2 separate regions of the Danio rerio genome follow, and region 2 is linked to region 1. The links are chromatin contacts, called in public Hi-C maps. All regions are on one chromosome and are shown on one strand. The core of a region is the stretch at or near the end of the contact, and the rest is flanking DNA. Distances in the headings are between cores, read along the strand shown. Region 1 holds the start of mntb (MAX network transcriptional repressor b). Region 2 overlaps rskrb (ribosomal protein S6 kinase related b).

What was found. Hi-C and Micro-C count contacts between places; a contact is called where the count stands out from the background.
Region 2: a contact with region 1 is called in a Hi-C map of an unstated tissue, with 2.8 times the contacts expected there. The contact joins the enhancer-like site here to the promoter of mntb in region 1. A contact is called at or near these places in 2 of 18 Hi-C or Micro-C datasets (hematopoietic stem cells and an unstated tissue).

What each region holds. Positions count from the first base shown.
Region 1 is chr21:42,744,722-42,750,150 of GRCz12tu, forward strand. mntb (MAX network transcriptional repressor b) reads left to right here and starts at 4,077. Exons shown (of 6, transcript NM_001103111.1): 1 at 4,077-4,324. The coding sequence starts at 4,252.
Region 2 is chr21:42,930,098-42,935,949 of GRCz12tu, forward strand. rskrb (ribosomal protein S6 kinase related b) reads right to left here. Exons shown (of 11, transcript XM_073935474.1): 5 at 4,366-4,473; 6 at 1,729-1,769; 7 at 1,585-1,612; 8 at 819-908; 9 at 580-668. The coding sequence starts at 4,429. Among named protein-coding and RNA genes, the nearest start is that of rskrb, 14 kb to the right of the region's middle. Within about 2 kb of position 1,529, at least 8 of the 62 cell types and tissues checked have an H3K27ac peak or open chromatin away from gene starts, as enhancers often do.

The sequences.
Region 1 (5,429 bases), core at 2,827-5,326:
TGCCACAGCCTGATTCATGCATTTATTTATTTTAATTTTGCAATTTCGCAACAGAGATTGACAAACGTCCTCATTTATATATATATATATATATATATATATATATATATATATATATATATATATATATATATATATATATATATATATATATAAATGTAAATATAATATTATATATATATATAAATATATATATATATATATATATATATATATATATATATATATATATATATATATATATATATATTATATATAATTTTAAAAAAAGTGGTCTCTTGTTGTCTTTGAGATTTGTACTAGTTAATCTTAAGGTCTTTGCGCACTGAAGTCTGAAATTTTTTTATGCGTATTTTTCGTATTCATGGGCGAAAAATTTGTCACGTAAGCGAACCTTGCGCGGCTTCACGGTGGCGCAGTGGGTAGCACAATTGCCTCACAGCAAGAATGACCCTGGTTTGAGCCTCGGCTGGGTCAGTTTGCATGTTCTGTCCGTGTTCGCGTGGGTTTTCTCCTGGTGCTCCGGTTTCCTCCACAAGTCTAAAGACATGCGCTATAGGTAAATTGGGTATGTTAAATTGCCCATAGTGTATGTATGTGAATAAGAGTGTATGGATATTTCCCAGTGAAGGGTTGCAGCTGGAAGGGCATTCGCTGTGTAAAAAAAACATATACTGGATAAGTTGGCGGTTCATTTAGCGCTGGCCACCCTAGATTGATAAAGGGACTAAGCCGAAAAGAAAATGAATGAATGAACAAATCCTGCACACAGAGTCCAATGCGTCTTAATTCATACATTACGAAAAACATGCGAAACATTTCGGTGTTAAATTTAAGCAGTGATACTTTGTTCTGCTCTCTTCTCCAATGAAGAAAAAAAAAAGGAATAGGCTACTTATTGTTTATCCAATACTGCATAGAGGAAGAAGAGTTCAGCTCATTATTAACGAGCTGCGCTGGATCATCCCCAAATGCATAGTTTATTTCAGGAAATCGGAGGAATTTTGATACATTGCTTGTGACACTTTAAACGCAATCTCATGGCAATTCGTAACTTTTTGATTTAGTGGCTAAATCGTATGAATTCGAATGATCTAATTCGTACAATTTTGTACGATTTGCTCATCACCCAATGATGGTTGGGGTTAGGGGTGGGGTTGGGTTTTATTTTATGCTATGTGTTTGTTATAAAGTTATCTGTAGCTCAAATGACGGCATTCGGTGTTTAGCTTTTTGTTTGTACAGTGGCTCTGAACAGTCAAAACACCCCTCAAATAGTTTTTTTCATTTGCAAAAAGCTGAAAAAAGTCAGACCCGCAGGTTCCAGAAATTTTATGATGGATGAAAGTTTCAGTGGCAGTGTGTCAATATTGACACAATAAGAGGTTGATTTTATTTTTATACATGCGAAATTTACTGACGGAAATTTCGGTTTCAGTGTGCAATAACTTTAAAGGGCACCTATTTTAAATTGTTTTTAAGATTTAATATTAATATTATGGTTCTTCTGAGTGGGTCGGTTTAGGTTCAGTTCAAAACACAATTCAGATTTTTTTATTATATTGTGTTAAAAGTGTCAAAAGTGTACATGGTTCGTTGTTTTAGGGGTGTGTTGTTTCACATGAAAATTAGTTTCAAATTCCCATCCACCTTAAGAAGGGGGTGGAGCTCCAACCATGAGCAAACACACCTGAACCAATTAGTTAGGACCTGAACAGCATTTGATAATAACAGGCAGGTGTGTTTGATATGGGTTGCAACGGAAATCTGCAGGAACGTCGATCCCCAGGAACAGGGTTGGTCATGACTCATGCCTAATGTATGCCAACAGACTGGCAGACAGAGAGAAGCAACATGAGTGAGAGGACCATCATTCAGCCGTACATGTATGATTCGGACACAGACAAAGCAGAGACTACTGTTGAGGAATCAATAATCCTAATGTGCCAGAATGTGTCAGAGTGGTAGTTACAAAATCATTTGAGTCTTTGTTTAGTTTTGCAGCCGCTATGTAACGATGCATGTGTCATCCGTATAGTGATGCAGCGATTAACCAGTTTCACTATTAACAGCACTTTAATTCGTCACGGTTAATTAATCATAAAGGCCTCTTGACACCGTGTTTTTGCACCGAACAAAACTGCGGCAACTAAAAGTTATGCCAACTGTAGTTTTAAAGTTACGCGCTTGTACACAGAGACTAATAACCACGCACACTGGATTAACTTTGACTGAGGCTATAACTAAGGCAAGTTTGTTATTTCCAATGGAGGGACGCGCATGCGGGGCAATTGCGCTCACACTGTTTAGGTGCACCTAGTTGAGATGACAGGGTGCTTCTATGACAGCAGGAAATGCAAACGGCTGAAGTTTAAGGAAGACGCAATAAAGGTACACAGTTGTGCAAACCCTATGAGAGCGACCATAGCCCCTTTCACACAGTGATACCGGTAAATTTCTGGAAAATTTCCGGAACGACTTTACCGGTATATTCAAAAAAGCGCTGTTCACACAGGCGAGGACGTTACGGAAATTTTCCGGAAAAGAGCATTCACACATCCACTCCAAAATACCGGTAAATTCTGACATCATTCACCACAAATGAGCTTTAAACGGCTGCGCTTGTATTTGTAAACATTTGACTAAATTACAAACTCTGTGGATGATCAATATTGTGAACAACTTTCGCAGGATCACTTTCGCATGTCGAGATGTTCATAATATGTGTGTGTGCAGGCGCTCATAGGCGCACGCAAAGCTTGAAGGTAAACAAACAACGGCTTATCATAAGCATCTCATTGATGATTATTTACACAGTTGGCATTAAGAAGAACATATAAACGTGATCTGACTAACTTCTAGCAGCTAAATGTGTCTGGAAAAATATTCAAAGGCTTTTATCCTCACAAACCGCGCGGACGTAAATGCGTCTGACTGTTGTGATTGGCTAAAGCAGACGTCTCACGTCAGCACGTTCTAGACGTGCACGCGCTTATTACGAAAATCTTCCTTCTGCATTCACACAGCGCAGCATTCCGGCAAATTGCCGGTAATGTTACAGCTTCTCTATCCGGAAAATAGCCAGAACAAATTTACCGGTATTTTCAAAAAGGACCTGTTCACACATACAACCTTTCCGGAAAATTGCCGGCAATTTTCCGGAAAGGTCTGTATGTGTGAAAGGGGCTCATGTGGTCAATCGAGTGTTTTCAGAGAGAGTGTGAAAACTGTTTTTAATGACCCGAATCTTGATACGTAGCATTCATTGTGTGTTCAGCGCAAATGACGGCTAAATGTAAAATCTCTGTTGAGTCCAATGAGCCTTACATCCTAAAACAGAGCAAGGGTTTTCCCTTGCGCACATGTCAATAAATATTAGTGGGAGGAACCACACTCATACGTTAAGTTGTGGTCGGTCTTAAACCGCTCCAATTGGTCCACCGTTTTTATGTTGTTAAATTGAAAAAAAAGGACTGGTTGTGATTAAATCACCCCAATATGACGGTCTATACACTATACCTACACACATGTCTGTCCAAACAGCTTGAAAAGTAGATTTTTTCACCATAGGTGCCCTTTAATGAAAGCGATAAATGTAATAACCCCGCCTGCCATACTCGGTCTCGCCATGCAAATGAGCCGCGCTCAGCCTTTAGCGGCTGCCCATGTGGACAGACACCATGCCTTGTTGTTCTCCACGCTCATTGGTTCCCTCGCATCGACATGTTTTAATCATGTGCTAATGTACTGCAGGGCAGAGCTGCCGCGAAAACCCGGAAAATGGAGTACACGCACGCTTCACACCATATTCTCTATTTTCGCTCTTCCAAGCGCACAGAAACACATATGTACATCCCCTACAGTGTCTTGTGTATCTATGCATGTCATAAATATCACTTGTATAAACATTTCGACGTCCATCATGGGATTTAGCTCAGTGCGGAATGCCGTTCCGTCGGCTCTGCGTGACAGCGTGGTTCCGCCGTGGTTTCCCGTCGCTGGTAGTAGGAGGGAGGAGTAGCGCCGCTGAGGGCGGATCCTGAACGGTATGCCTTGTTGTGTTTTCTGTTACTCCAATCGCCATCTTGTTGCCAGTGAAGTAATGTGTTTCTGATGAATTTCGGGAGCGCCCTGGATGTCTTATGACTGTCTTTGGAAGCCGGTGGATTATACTGTGATTAACCCACTACACAAATCCGCACCGGGGGCTTGCACACAGTTGAACGGGAACGCGTTTAATCGGTGTTCAAAATGAGTATCGAGACCTTATTGGAGGCGGCCAGGTATTTGGAGTGGCAAGCCCAGCAACAACAGATTACACGTGGTAAGGCGGGGGGGACGTGGGTGATTGCATAGATAAAAGGGATATGTGGGATATGTATGAACTGCCTGGGATTTAACCATGCAAATTGCGTATTCATGCCGGTGCACTTCAAGAGAAACAAACTGCAGTGATATTTTCTTGTAAAAGCTGCAAGCATTGTGAATAATAGCTGGGTGATGGTATCCACTGGTTTCCAGTGTTTGTAGGCTGCAGTGTTCGTGACTGGGGCATATTTCGCTTACTCGGTTTCCGGGTTAAATCCAGGCTATATATAGTGTGCTACTATACTCGCTCAATAGCGCTGCGGTGGGTGGGTACATTTGTACTCGGGCCGTCGTGTGTTTTATGTTTACTGCCACACACACATTTAAAAAAAATTATATTGGCTTTGTTGTATTCCTAAAACAACACGAACGGTATTTATCAACAATGTATCAGTAAACAAGTTCATTCAAAGTAGCGAACGTCGTGTTTCTTATCCTCTGGGCGGTGGCAATAGACTAAAGGATTTTTTTTACATAATGACATTGCCGAGCGCTTATCTCGCTCATGACTTTCAGGACCAGCCTACTTTTCTGTTCATACTTCCTCGTATTTATTTCCTCATCGGCTTTTTAAAGTTCTCAAACCTTCTAGACGTCGACAATCCATGAAACAATCAAAGTCACAATTCACCCTCGACACATTTGTCGTTTTAAACGGAGCAGGAGGCTTTTTGTTTCATTCTCAAGATGACGTGTCAGTGAAGCCACGCCCACAGCAAATACCGCGTGCTAAAAGTCCGCCCTCTCCGACCACGTGCGCGCCAGACAGCCCCCCCTCCCTCCTCAGGTCACAAACCGGGGAGAAAATAGGGCATCGCCGCCCTCCCTCAATGCAGAAGTTATATAATGTGCATTTTTTCATGCATATCCAAGTTTGAGCTTTGCACGCTGGTCTACTCTGCAGACTGATTTTCTTGGAATACAGATGCTGAACAGTGCTTGCAGTATTTTTGAACGTCTCTGTAGGTTTTTCTCTATTCGGATGTGCATACTTTGCATTCTCTTGCACAACATTTGACCTTGTACCAGATCTGGAAAACTGCATGCGATCTCAAATTGAA
Region 2 (5,852 bases), core at 279-2,778, 180 kb after region 1:
TAAAATACAGTTGAAGTCAGAATTATTAGCCCCCTTTGAATTTTTTTTTACAAATATTTTCCAAATAATGTTTAGAGCAAGGAAATGTTCACAGTAGGTCTGATAATATTTTTTCTTCTGGAGAAACTCTGATTTCTATTATTTCGGCTGGAAAAATAATTTTAAAGTCAAAATTATTAGCCCCTTTAAGCCATATTTTTTTCGATAGTCTACAAAACACACTATCATTATACAATAACTTGCCTAATTACCCTAGTTTACCTAGTTAAGCTTTTAAATGTCACTTTAATCTGTATTAAAGTGTCTTAAAAATATCTAGTCAAATATTATTTACTGTCATCATGGCAAAGATTAAATAAACCAGTTATTTAGAGATGAGTTATTAAAACTATTATGTTTAGAAATGTGTTGAAAAAAATCTTCTCTCCGTTAAACAGAAATTGGGGAAAAAATAAACAAGGGGGCTAAAAATTCTGATTTCAATCGTATCTCTATTTCTAAATAAATAAAGCATCTTCTCTTTTATCATATCAGGGAGAAAAACAGATGTTTGTACATATATTTGTGCATTGACCTCACCTTTCCAGTGGCCAGCGCAAAGAGCAGGATGCCGAGCGACCACCAGTCAGAAGCGTGGTTATAGGGACCACCGCTAAGGACTTCAGGAGCTTAAAAGACACATTTCATACGAATTTTGCTTACATTCCACACTGCTCCAAATATAAATGCCCTTGCATTAGTTCAGCTATAAATCTCACGTTATAAAGTGTTTATTTATGTACATTATTTATGTCACATCAGTGTCATTATAGATTTACCCATATACTGGATTGTTCCACAGATAGTGAACGCCCTTCCTCCACGCTCAAGGCGACGGGACAAACCAAAATCAGCCAGACGTAGGTGGCCTGTAACACAATATCAGACATTTACATAGCAACACTTAATAATAATAATATGTATATTATCGTTTATTATTAATTACATGTATACATAAATGTACAGTTGAAGTTGATCATATATCATATCATATTCAAGATATCTTTTATACAGCTTAAAGTGACATTTAAAGGCTTAACTGGTTTATTTAGGCAAATCATCGTATAACAGTGGTTTATTCCGTAGACAATAAAAAAATATATTGCTTAAGGGGGCTAATAATATTGACCTTAAAATGGCCAATAGCCGAAATAAATAAAATAAGACTTTCTCCGGTAGAAAAAATACTATCAGAAATACTGTGAAAACTTGCTCTGTTAGACATCACAAAAAACAAACAAACAAAAAATCTCAGGAGGGCGAATAGTATTGAAAACTGTGTATAACTATAAATAGCTCTCATGTAAAACAAATATTAATTGTTGATGACATTTGACTTTTAATACTGCAGTGATAATTCAAAATTACAATAAGAATGTGCTGGGAAAACAGTAATGCTTGTTTCAATAATCTAGGCCTATTCTTCGGCTTAAAAGTGTGAAGCCTGGATGTTCTGGAACGTTCCATGTTTACATGAGAAAAAACAACAACAATTGGCACAGACTGCCCTCCACTGGAGAGACCGGAGAATACACACTGCCTTACCCTGATCTGTTAGCAGGACGTTCTCCATCTGTTCAAAAAATAAAGCAGAGAACAATTCTGTAATTAGACATTTTAAAGATCATATTTATGACATCAAAGTTCAATTAATTGAATTTAAAACATTACATATGAAACCGTGTATACCTTCACATCACGATGGATGATTGCACAGTCATGAAGAAAGCCTGAAAAATAAGAAATATAATGTTATGTAATGTAATGTAATATAATATAATAATTTAATGTAATATAACATAATATATCATAAAATAATATAATATAATATATCATAACAATATAATATAATATATTATAATATAATATCATATAATAAAATAAAATAAAATTAAGCTAAATTAAATTAAAAATAAATTAAATATAACATAACATAGTATAATACATCATAATATAATATCATATAATATAATAAAATACAATATAATATATCATGATATAATATAATATATCCTAATATAATATAATATAATATAATATAATATAATATAATATAATATAATATAATATAACTTAATATAATATAACATAATATAATATAATATAACTTAATATAATATAACATAATATAATATAATATAACTTAATATAATATAACATAACATAACATAATATAATATAATATAACATAACATAATATAATATAACATAATATAATATAACAACATAACATAATATAATATAATATAATATAATATAATATAATATAATATAATATAACTTAATATAATATAACATAACATAATATAATATAATATAATATAATATAATATAATATAATAACATTTGGGTTAATAAAAATTTATAATAAGATCAATGTTATTTAACAAGAACCTATTCAATTCATTTAAAATAACAATAACAATAGACATTTATATTATTACAAATGATTTATTTAAAATAAATCTGGTTTCCACAATACATTAAGCAGAACAACAAAGAAACATTTCCCCGAGCAGCAAATCAGTATATTTAAATCATTTCTGAAGGATGGAATAATGATACAAGTTTGCCATCCCAGGAATAAATCATAACCTAAAATATATAAAAATGTAAATTGAGTTTTGGCTTGCTAATTAACAGTGATTTAGTGGCAGACAAAATATTGACAAATTGGGGGGAAAATTGACTAAAATCATGTAACATCTGTCCATCCATCCATCCATCCATGCATCTATCCATCCATCCATCCAATCATGTAAAATCTGTCCATCTATTAAATCATGTAACACCTGTTTATCCATCCATCCATCCATCCATGCATATCATGCAACAGTAACATCTGTCCATTCATCCATCCATCCATCAATCCATCAAAATTATGTAACATCCATCCATAAGTCCTGTAACATCTGTCCATCCATCCACCCATGCATCCATTCATCCATCACAATCATGTAAAATCTGTCCATCTATTTAAATCATGTAACACCTGTCTATCCATCCATCCATCCATCCATCCATCCATATCATGTAACAGTAACATCTGTCCATTCATCCACCCATGCATCCTTTCATCCATCACAATCATGTAAAATCTGTCCATCTATTTAAATCATGTAACACCTGTCTATCCATCCATCCATCCATCCATCCATCCATCCATATCATGTAACAGTAACATCTGTCCATTCATCCATCAATCCATCCATCCATCAAAATCATGTAACATCCAACCATAAGTCCTGCAACATCTGTCCATCCATCCATCCATCCATCCATCAAAATCATGTAACATCTGTCCATCCATCCATTCATCCATCCATCCACCCATCCATCCATCACAATCATGTTACATCTGTTCATCCATCCATCCATCCATCAAAATCATGTAACATCCATCCATCCATCCATCAAAATCATGTTACATCTGTTCATCCATCCATCCATCAAAATCATGTAACATCTGTTCATCCATCCATCCATTCATCAAAATCATGTAACATCCATCCATCTATCCATCCATCCATCAAAATCATGTAACATCTGTCCGTTCATCCATTCATCCATCAAAATCATGTAACATCCATCCATAAGTCCTGTAACATCTGTCCATCCATCCATCCATCCATCCATCCATCCATCAAAATCATGTAACATCTGTCCATCCATCCATTCATCCATCCATCAAAATCATGTTACATCTGTTCATCCATCCATCCATCCATCAAAATCATGTAACATCCATCCATCCATCCATCCATCCATCCATCAAAATCATGTAACATCTGTTCATCCATCCATTCATCAAAATCATGTAACATCCATCCATCCATCCATCCATCCATCAAAATCATGTAACATCCATCCGTCCATCTATCCATCCATCCATAATGTCCTGTAACATCTATCTATCTAATCTTTGGTCCAGTCTACAGAACAAACGATTGTTTTACAATGATTTACCTAATTAATTACCCTAACTTGCCTAAATAATCTAACTAACCTAGTGAAGCCTTTTAAAGGCACTTTAAGCTGAATACTAGTATCTTCAAAAATATCTAGTAAAATATTATATACTGTCATCATCATGGCAAAGATAAAATAAATTAGTTATTATAAATGATTTATTAAAATTTTATGTTTAGAAATGTGTTGAAAAAGCATTACTGTTAACCAAAATTGGTGAAAAAAATATACAGTGGGGCAAATAATCCTGACATCAACTGTATGTTTAGTTTATCAGCAGTACCTGTGAGGATTCTCTACATCTGATCAGTGTTGTTTCTCAATACATCATGTATAAGTCATGAAATATGTGCTTACCTAGAGCAGAACCTAATTCAGCAGCGAACACTTTGACCACGTCCTCTCCAAACTGACCGATCATCACCCAGTATGTGTACAAGTCCCCTGTGCTGCAGTAATCACACACTAGAGGGAAAATAAACGCAATCACAGCATATAAACACCGCCAGAGTCAACAAATCCTCAAAACATTCGAATCCAACATGAAACGACTGCAGAGAAAACATCTGTCGGTCTGGGAGATGACCAGATTCAGGAGACCATCTGTTTGTAGCAGCGACGCCTTCATCCATTCGCCAAACATCATGGACAGACCAAGTCTAGAACATTCTGCTAATAAACAGAATCTTAACCTTGAAGATCCCAGTGATAAACATGAAGGCTGAATGAAGAGTTGATAAAAAGGGAGCAAAACAAGCTGTGAACAGAGGAGTCAGGTGGTGTGATCAAAGGAAGTGACACGTTCACCACTGTAGATTTAGGAGGAAAAAGCATTCAAGGGACATCATAGTGGAAGAAGGAAGTTCACTTTGACAAGTGCAGTCAGGGTCACTGGAAATCAAACACAGGGGAAAAGTACTGAGGTTTGGGTGGAGGTGCTCTAAAACCTGACAGAGAAACTATTAAGTGGCTTCAACTGGAATCTGTGTCCTTTTGGTCTTTTGTGTAACTGGATTGGGGGAAAGTCTAGTAAACGGAGTCTGTCTGTCTGTCTGTCTGTCTATCTAACGTCTGTCTGTCTGTCTATCTGTCTATCAAAAAAATGTAACATCCATCCATCCATCCACCCATCTATTAAAAATCATGTAACAGCCATCCAAGGCAAGGCATCCATCCATCTATCCATCCATCCATCCATCCATCCATCCATCCATCAAACATAACATCCATCCATCAAAAATCATGTAACATCCATTCACCCATCTATTCATCCATCCACATATCCATTAAATAATGAATAACAATCCAAGGCAAGGTAAGATATCCATCCACTCACCCATCTATCCATCCATTCACCCATCTATCCATCCATCCATCCATCCATCCATCCATCATCATGTAACCATCTATCTGTTCATGCACCCATCCATCCATACATCAAATGTAACATCCATCCATCCATCCATCCATCCATCCATCCATCCATCCATTCATCCATCAAAAATCATGAAACATCCATACACTCATCTATCCATCCAGATATCCATTAAAAATCATGTAACATCCATCCAAGGCCTTTCATGCACCGATCCATCCATCCATCAAATGTAACATCCACCATTCCATCTATTTATCCATCCACATATTCATTAGAAATCATGCAACATCAATCCAAGCCAAGTCAAGGCATCCATCCACTTACACATCCACACATAATCATGTAACATCCAACTATCCATTCATGCATTGATCCATCGATCAAAAGAAACATCCATCCATCAAAAATAATGTATCATCCATCCATCAATTAAAAATTATATAACATTCATACACCCATCTATGCA